Linked DNA regions of Hordeum vulgare: region 2 is linked to region 1. Evidence: chromatin contacts called from public Hi-C data. All regions are on one chromosome and are shown on one strand. The core of a region is the stretch at or near the end of the contact, and the rest is flanking DNA. Distances in the headings are between cores, read along the strand shown.

Region 1 (3,501 bases), core at 352-2,851:
TCCGCCAGGCCGTGTCCGTGGGACCCGTGGGCATGCTCCCGATGAGCTCGCGCGCCTCGTCCATCCTCCCGGCGCGGGCCATGAGGTCCACCATGCAGCCGTAGTGCTGCGCGTTGGGAGCCACCTTGCGCTCAAGCCGCATCCGGTCGAAGCACCGGAGGCCTTCCTCGAGTAGCCCCGAGCGGCTGCACGCGTTCAGCACGCCGACGTACACGGCCTCGTCGGGCTTGTGTCCCTCACTGATCATCGCGTCGAACACCTTCAGCGCTTTACGCCCGTCCCCGTGCAACGCCAAGCCGGACACCATGGCGCTGTACGTCCACTCGTTCTTCTTGCCGTCCATGCCGTCGAACACAGCCGTCGCCTTCTCGATGCAGCCGCACTTGGCGTACATATCCACCAGGGAGGTCTCCATGAACGTGTTCAGCGTCACGGTATTCCTGAGCAGCGCGCCGTGGACGCTCCGGCCGACGTCGTAGGCGCCCAGGTGCGCGCACGCCGAGAGCGCGCTCACCATGGAGCTCTCATCGGGCCTCCACCCGTCGCGCACCATCGCGCCAAACGACTCGAGGCAATCAGCCCACCGCCCCGCCTTCGTGTACGCCGCGAGCAGCGCGCTCCAGGACGCCGCCGTCCTCTCCCCGGCCTCCATCTGCTCGAACGCCCGGCGCGCCAGCTCCGGCTCGCCGCACTTGCCGTAGAAGCTGATGAGGCTGTTCTGCGCGTGCTCGTCGTGCTCGAGGAACCCGAGCTTCATGGCATGTCCCTGCAGCTGCCTCCCTTGCCGAAATGCCAAGAGCTGCGCGCACGCCTTGAGGACGAACGGGAACGTGTAGCCGTCGGGCACGACGTCGTTGTGCAGCATGTCGACGTACAGCCGCAGAGCGGCCGCGGGGTCGCGGCCACCGACGACGTGGCCGCGCATCAGTGTGTTGTAGTCGAACGCCTCCGGCTCGTCGAGCGTGGCGAAGATGGCCGCCGCGTACTCCATGCTGCCCGGCCACTCCCCGAGCGCGCACGCGGCGAGGAGCGGCCGCAGGTGCGGAGGGGAGCGGTCGAGGCCGAGCTTGATGTTCGCCACGTGCGCCTTCCTGACCTCGTCCAGGCCACGCACGGGCCGCGCCGAGACCGTGGCGCAGCATGGCGCCGGCTCCAGCGGCTGCGTCGTCGTGGCCGGCGCCGGGGCGGCGGTTCTTGGCGTGGCGGCGTGGTGCTGCGGCTGGGGGAGCACTAGACCTCCCACCATGGCACTACCATCGGCGTGCGGGACAGCGCGGGCGATGAGAGTGAGACCGTACCATCGCCGAACAGCGAACGAGTGGCTAACATGGAGCTCGGGCGTCCACACGAATTGGTTACCGCGAAGAGTGAAAATCCCACGTCCCTCTCGAGATTCCTCGTTGTTCACTCGATGCGGGGATGGAACTGCGCGGGGTGGAAGGATTTCGTGGCTGGGAAGCGGTGGTGGGATTTTCATGGGCTGTGGAGTGTCATCCAGGGTATGGAGCGGACAAATGGCAGATGGGCAGAATCGATGCTGTCACGGCATCATTAGGCAGAGGATAAGGTCCATTGCCCGGCCAACTGGGCAAGCAGCGACGCTGCGACAGGATGGCAGCCGGGGCCATACTCTCAAGGTCTGATTAATAGCTCGTGTTACTTAGGACTCAGATCTATCCTTGGAATAGATTTTGGATTTGGATCTTTCATGATTATTTCAGTTTTTCAGTACATTGTCATTAATATGAGTAGCAAATTTTCGGTAGCTTACCAAGCAGGGGAAGAGGATTTGTGGCTCTCGGTGCCACACACCCCTGTATGAATGTAGCACTAAAAAGTATTAGAAAATTTCAAAATTTTGTGAAATTTTGAAAAATGAAACATGTTGTCCGTTGTACACTGTTTAGTTTCGTGGGAAATGGATGCCCATGGTAATACTAGTAGAAAAGACAAGAAAAATCCATATGTAGAGAAAAAAAAGTTGAATGTATTGTCGGTCATATCGTAATTCCAGTGCAGGGAGTACCACGGACAATGTTTACTCAACAAAATGGACACAGGTGTACAGCGGATAACCAGGTTTGATATCCCAAAATTTCATAATTTTTTGAAATATTCTTATATTAGTTTAATGCTACTTTCATGTCCAGGTGTGCTCGACGCCAAGAACCATGTGGGCTAACTTTAAAGATTCCGTGCGAAACCAAAGTCACAAGAAAAATACTACCTTTGTAAACAAAATGTCTTATGTTTGTTTATACAGGAAGTGGATATATCTATCTAACGGCTATGAACATCAACTAAGATCATTATTTCCAAAAAAACATACATCAACTCCTTTTTGAAAATATCTTACTGTGCCATACAGTGAAATGCTGCTCATTCATGTTTTATTTATATGTGATATAGTAATGTCACATCTATTTAAGTCATAGACACACTCTTATTTTTATTTGTTTTTTATTTGCCTTTCGGAGGAATATATGTAAACATTCTGAAATTATATAAACACATATTCTAACATAGACGAACAATTCACTCGTACATGTGAATTTTAAAAATATGAACATTCTTTCGTATGTAGGACTATATTTTTAAATATGTGGCAAACAATTGTTCTATGGTTCATGGTTCAAAAAAATGAGGCAAACATTTTTGGTATACGTGAGACCTTTTTAGATTTTGGTGCATGCATATTTAATTTTTATAAATATATTTTATTCATTATTAATCTCAAAATTTGTAACATTTTTAGAAAGTAAAAGTATTTTATTATTAATCATAAAACACAGAAAAATATGTATAAATTGACCACACCAGTAGTTGTATATAGGCACCACGTCCATAAGCAAATAGACCGACTCCCGTGTGCACTTATTACTATTACTTCATCCATAGACGGCTATCAAGCATGCATCTAGAGTATTAAATAAAACAGAGTAATGTTTGAAGAACATTAACATGATGTAGACAAAGTAGATTCAATCAATATGAATAAACCCCATCGTTTTACCCTTAGTGACAGCAATACAAAGACGTGTCTTGTCCCCTACTATGTCAATGGGACATAGAGAATTGCCAGGTTGAACCCACTACAACGCACCTATCCTACTGAAGAAATATCAATCTAGTTACTCAAACTATTTCAATAGATCGGAGAGAATTATGAAGCTATCATATAATCATGCATATGTAAAGAAATACGAGCAAGGAATTCAATATAATATCATGAACAATCTGAACATAAATCCATAATTCATTGAATCTCAACAAACGCATCGCACAAAGTGATTACGTCGAATAGATCAAAGAGGAGTTGTGATGATCATTGTATTGAAGATCAAGAGAGGGAGATAGTCATCTAGGTACCAACTACGGACCCATAGGGCTATGGTGAACTACTCACACATCACCATGGAAGCAGTAAGGATGATGTAGAGGCCCTCCATGATCGACCCCCCTCAGACACAGCACCGGAATAGGGCTCCAGATGGGCACACG
Region 2 (3,765 bases), core at 197-2,696, 160 kb after region 1:
AAAAACTAGCAAAAAATAGGAACTGACACTGGGCACTGGTTTTATTGGTTAGTCCCTAGGATGATATAAAATAGCATATAAATGCTTATAAAGTATCCAAGATTGATAATACAATAGCATGAAAAAATATATACATTGGAGACATATCAGGGGTGAGGCTAGATTTGGCGTCATCCCGTCGCGCCCGATTTCCATCTCACGCCATCCACAATCAATTTCGCCTTGCCCCTCGCGTGCGAGCTGCATCCCCTTTGCATCGCACTCACTCTGACTCGATGGAAACTGTCGATTTAAGGGTTTCTAGCGAGGCAGGCTCCGGACTGCTTCAAGGCTCGTGCCGATGCGAGCCAGCCCACCTAGTATGCAACCATACGTCATATAATGTTTGTTCCATTAAATAAGAATATATTATCGAAAATAGTGAGGACTAGAGGAACCAACATATTTCATAGTTGAACAACAACATATCAAGCTTATATAAACACATCAATTTTGTAAAAGAACATGCTACACTTTGTTTAGTTTATATAACTGATATGGAAAAGTAACATAGTTTTGCATTATCACTCCCAAGTTTTGCACACAAAATTTCCAAGTTCTCCACTGAAGGGCTAGATCGAACGGCGTGGAGCACGCTAGGCAGGCAACGTCGCGGAGCATAGATGCCCCCAGGAGACGGGGAATTCATTTGACATATGTTTATGGCCTAAAAGCCCAGCCAATGAAATTATGAAACGCTGGTCCAACGGATGAAAACCTAAACTGTCAACATCATCAGTTCAACCACAAGTTTGGTATTTTGAACTATGGATTGAGGACACCATCAATGATGGATTTAAAAGAGCCACGACACCTAAGATGGCTGGCCGACGTCCTCTAACGTCTTGTTGCATCCTCGAGTCGAAGGACGACTAGGATCATTCCTCTTGGTAATGATATCATATGGAAGACAATTCCTCTTGGTAATGATATCATATGGAAGACAATATTGCCTCAACACGACATCTACTAGGAGCAACTATAGAAGTCTCGTGCACCAAGGGGGCCCATCCCCATGGTCAACATGGCGCCATCGTAATGTAGCATTTGACCCGAACGTGTTTTCATTTTCCATCAAGGGTCATGTTTGTTAGTTTTTGTGACCCGTTTGTCATTTCTTGTTCCTTAGGGTCCTGTGTGTAAGATGCCATATGCCACGACTTCGAGTAATGAAGCATCTGGGGCCTTCGATGACGCAGTAAATAAAGGAAGCCAGAAATATCCGACGGCGAAGCCCGTCTTCCGCACCAAGAAAACAGAGAGAGGAGCGCCTTGAGGAAGAAAAAATAAAAAGGAAAAGGGAGAACGAAAAGAGCAGTCCCATCTTCTTGGGCCGCAAGCCGAGCTGGAGAGGCGCCGTCCAAACACGCACAAATACGCACGCATCTCCCACAACCTTCCCGATCGAACCGGCGGACCCCGTTAAACCCTACTACACCCGCAAACCCCCCACCAGAGCCATGGCCGCCGCCGCCGCGAAGGTCGGGGCCGCCGCCGCCGCGAAGGTCGGGGCCGCCGTCCTCTCCGCCGGGGCGGCCTTCGCCGCGTCCTCCCAGAAGGTGAACGCGGAGGGCGGCTCGGGGTTCCGCTTCCCCGGCTTCTCCTCCTCCTCCCCCGCCCCCGCTGCGGCCCCCGCCGCGCCGCCGCCCGCCGCGGCGGCCGCGGAGGAGGCCCCTCCCAAGCCCCGGAACGACAACCCGCGCACCACCGCCGCGGGGTTCGATCCCGACGCGCTGGAGCGCGCGGTCGAGCTGCTGCGCCAATTCGAATTGAGACCTGATACTGATGTCAAAAAGGTAGGTTCTCCGAGGGGTGGGTGGGAGGTTCAGTTCGGAGGCTGTTGTCTGTGGGTTCTGACGTCGACCCATGGTTGTGCAGGCGTTCGCCCATGCTAACAAGCGGGAGGAGACGCGGCAAGCGGAGTTCGCTGCAAAGAAGGCCGACTACCAGAAGGAGGCCGCCCAGATCGAGCTTGTGAGATAACTTTCTGTCATCTCATTGTTTGTTCTTACTTCGTTGGTCACAATCCTTTGAACGAATTGGCATTAGGATCACACTGTTGCAAAAGTTGGCAAATATCTTCACAACGTCTTCAGGCATTTCAATATCACGAGGGGACGATTTCGGTGTACATTCCTGCTAGTACTTTCCGTTCCATTTTACTTGTTAGTTGTATAGCGATAGTCTAGACCAAGCAAGGGGCATATGCAATTTACTATGTTATCCAAGAATTGAAAAAAAGGAGAAGAAAACTCAGGTCCGAGGTGTACTCTTCAATGAGCTAGGGGATGCCACAAGCAAGAACCGCTGATCTTTCAGTGGCACACACACACGAAAAAGAAACTGCTATTTATGTACTATTCTCTTGCTTCCCGATAGTTTTTGGTACTTAATTGCGAGAGGGCATATATATGTTTGCTACTTAATCCTGTAGAGACCAACTGCTTGACTGTAATCAAGTTCTACCGCATCCTATTCATTACATGTCGTAAATGTTTCAGATCATGCCCATTTATATGTATTTTACTAAACATAAATCTGCAGTGCTAAATTTTGTCTTTTGTATATTTGTGTATTTATGTGGCATGTTGCATTTTATCGCATTTGCAGGAGAGGACACGTGTAGAGTATGAAGAGAAGAAAAAACTTGCGCAAAGTCAAGCTGAAATAAAGGCACAAGTAGCTCGATATGAGGATGAGCTACGAAGGAAGAGAGCACAGCATGAGCATGAGGCACAGAGGGCAAGAAACCAGGAGCTCGTGAATATGCAAGAACAATCTGCAATTAAGCTAGAGCAGCTAAGACGCCAGAGTGAAGAGGAAATCAATGAACTACGGAGACGGACAGAGAAGGAAAAAGCACTTATAGACCAGGAGACTACCAGACAGCAAAAAATGGCAGAGGCGGAGGCCAAAGCACTTGAACTGACACTGTCTGAAGAAGTGAATCGGCGATTGCTTATTGAGAAGGCAAATGCCGAGCGGGAGAAGTGGGTCCAAGCAATAAATACAACTTTTGAGCATATAGGAGGTATACCTTAGCAAGTTGCTATCTCAACATGCTTACCGAATAAACATGTGAATTTCTTGGATGTCATTTCTACTATAAGCTATTTCTACATGTTTGTATCACTTGCTCTGTCTAGAAATAGATATGTTCAGTGCAATTATTAAGGAGCTAATTGCAGAGATCACATGTGCCCTTCAAGTGTGCCCGAATCAATCTCTAAGCTCACATGTTCTCTTTCTCTCTGATGAATCACATGCACGCTGCTTATTTCCCATGCACACACTATTTGCACTTATAAGTGATGTTGGAGTGCAGCTTCAACTTATCCAAGGTGATTAAGATATTCCTGAGTAGTAGTTCTGCCATTATAGGAAAAGTGGAGTTAGAAGTGCGTATAATTGTAAAACTACCTACATATTTGGATAATATGAGAAATGAGATGGTAAACACCAGAGATGGAGCCATTAATTTGGACATGAGAGAGCCAAAGAGATAGCAATCTCAGAGGAAATACATTATATCAAGTGTCAATTGACATAGTGCTGCGGCATATGTTTGGCAATAATGTTGAGCCGTTGTGAGCATCACCAAATCAAGACTGGTAGCGGACTAGCTGTCAAAACAATTATAGTGGTGGCAGGCTGGCTTTCACTTACCGTAGTGCCGAATGACAAACCATTAATCTAGTGATTTGTTGTCTGAGCACTTGGGCCTTC

The links. A called contact is a pair of places that touch in the nucleus more often than the background predicts.
Region 2: a contact with region 1 is called in a Hi-C map of leaf, with 7 times the contacts expected there. The contact joins the promoter of LOC123404817 here to the promoter of LOC123401682 in region 1. A contact is called at or near these places in 3 of 6 Hi-C or Micro-C datasets (leaf and seedling) and 1 of 1 datasets of contacts at active chromatin or transcription factors (embryo).

What each region holds. Positions count from the first base shown.
Region 1 is chr6H:455,429,672-455,433,172 of MorexV3_pseudomolecules_assembly, forward strand. LOC123401682 (pentatricopeptide repeat-containing protein At1g31920) reads right to left here and starts at 1,602. Exons shown (of 1, transcript XM_045095531.1): 1 at 1-1,602. The coding sequence starts at 1,477.
Region 2 is chr6H:455,589,115-455,592,879 of MorexV3_pseudomolecules_assembly, forward strand. It overlaps LOC123404817 (ATPase family AAA domain-containing protein 3-B-like), which reads left to right and starts at 1,447. Exons shown (of 7, transcript XM_045098763.1): 1 at 1,447-1,835; 2 at 1,918-2,013; 3 at 2,650-3,070. The coding sequence starts at 1,500.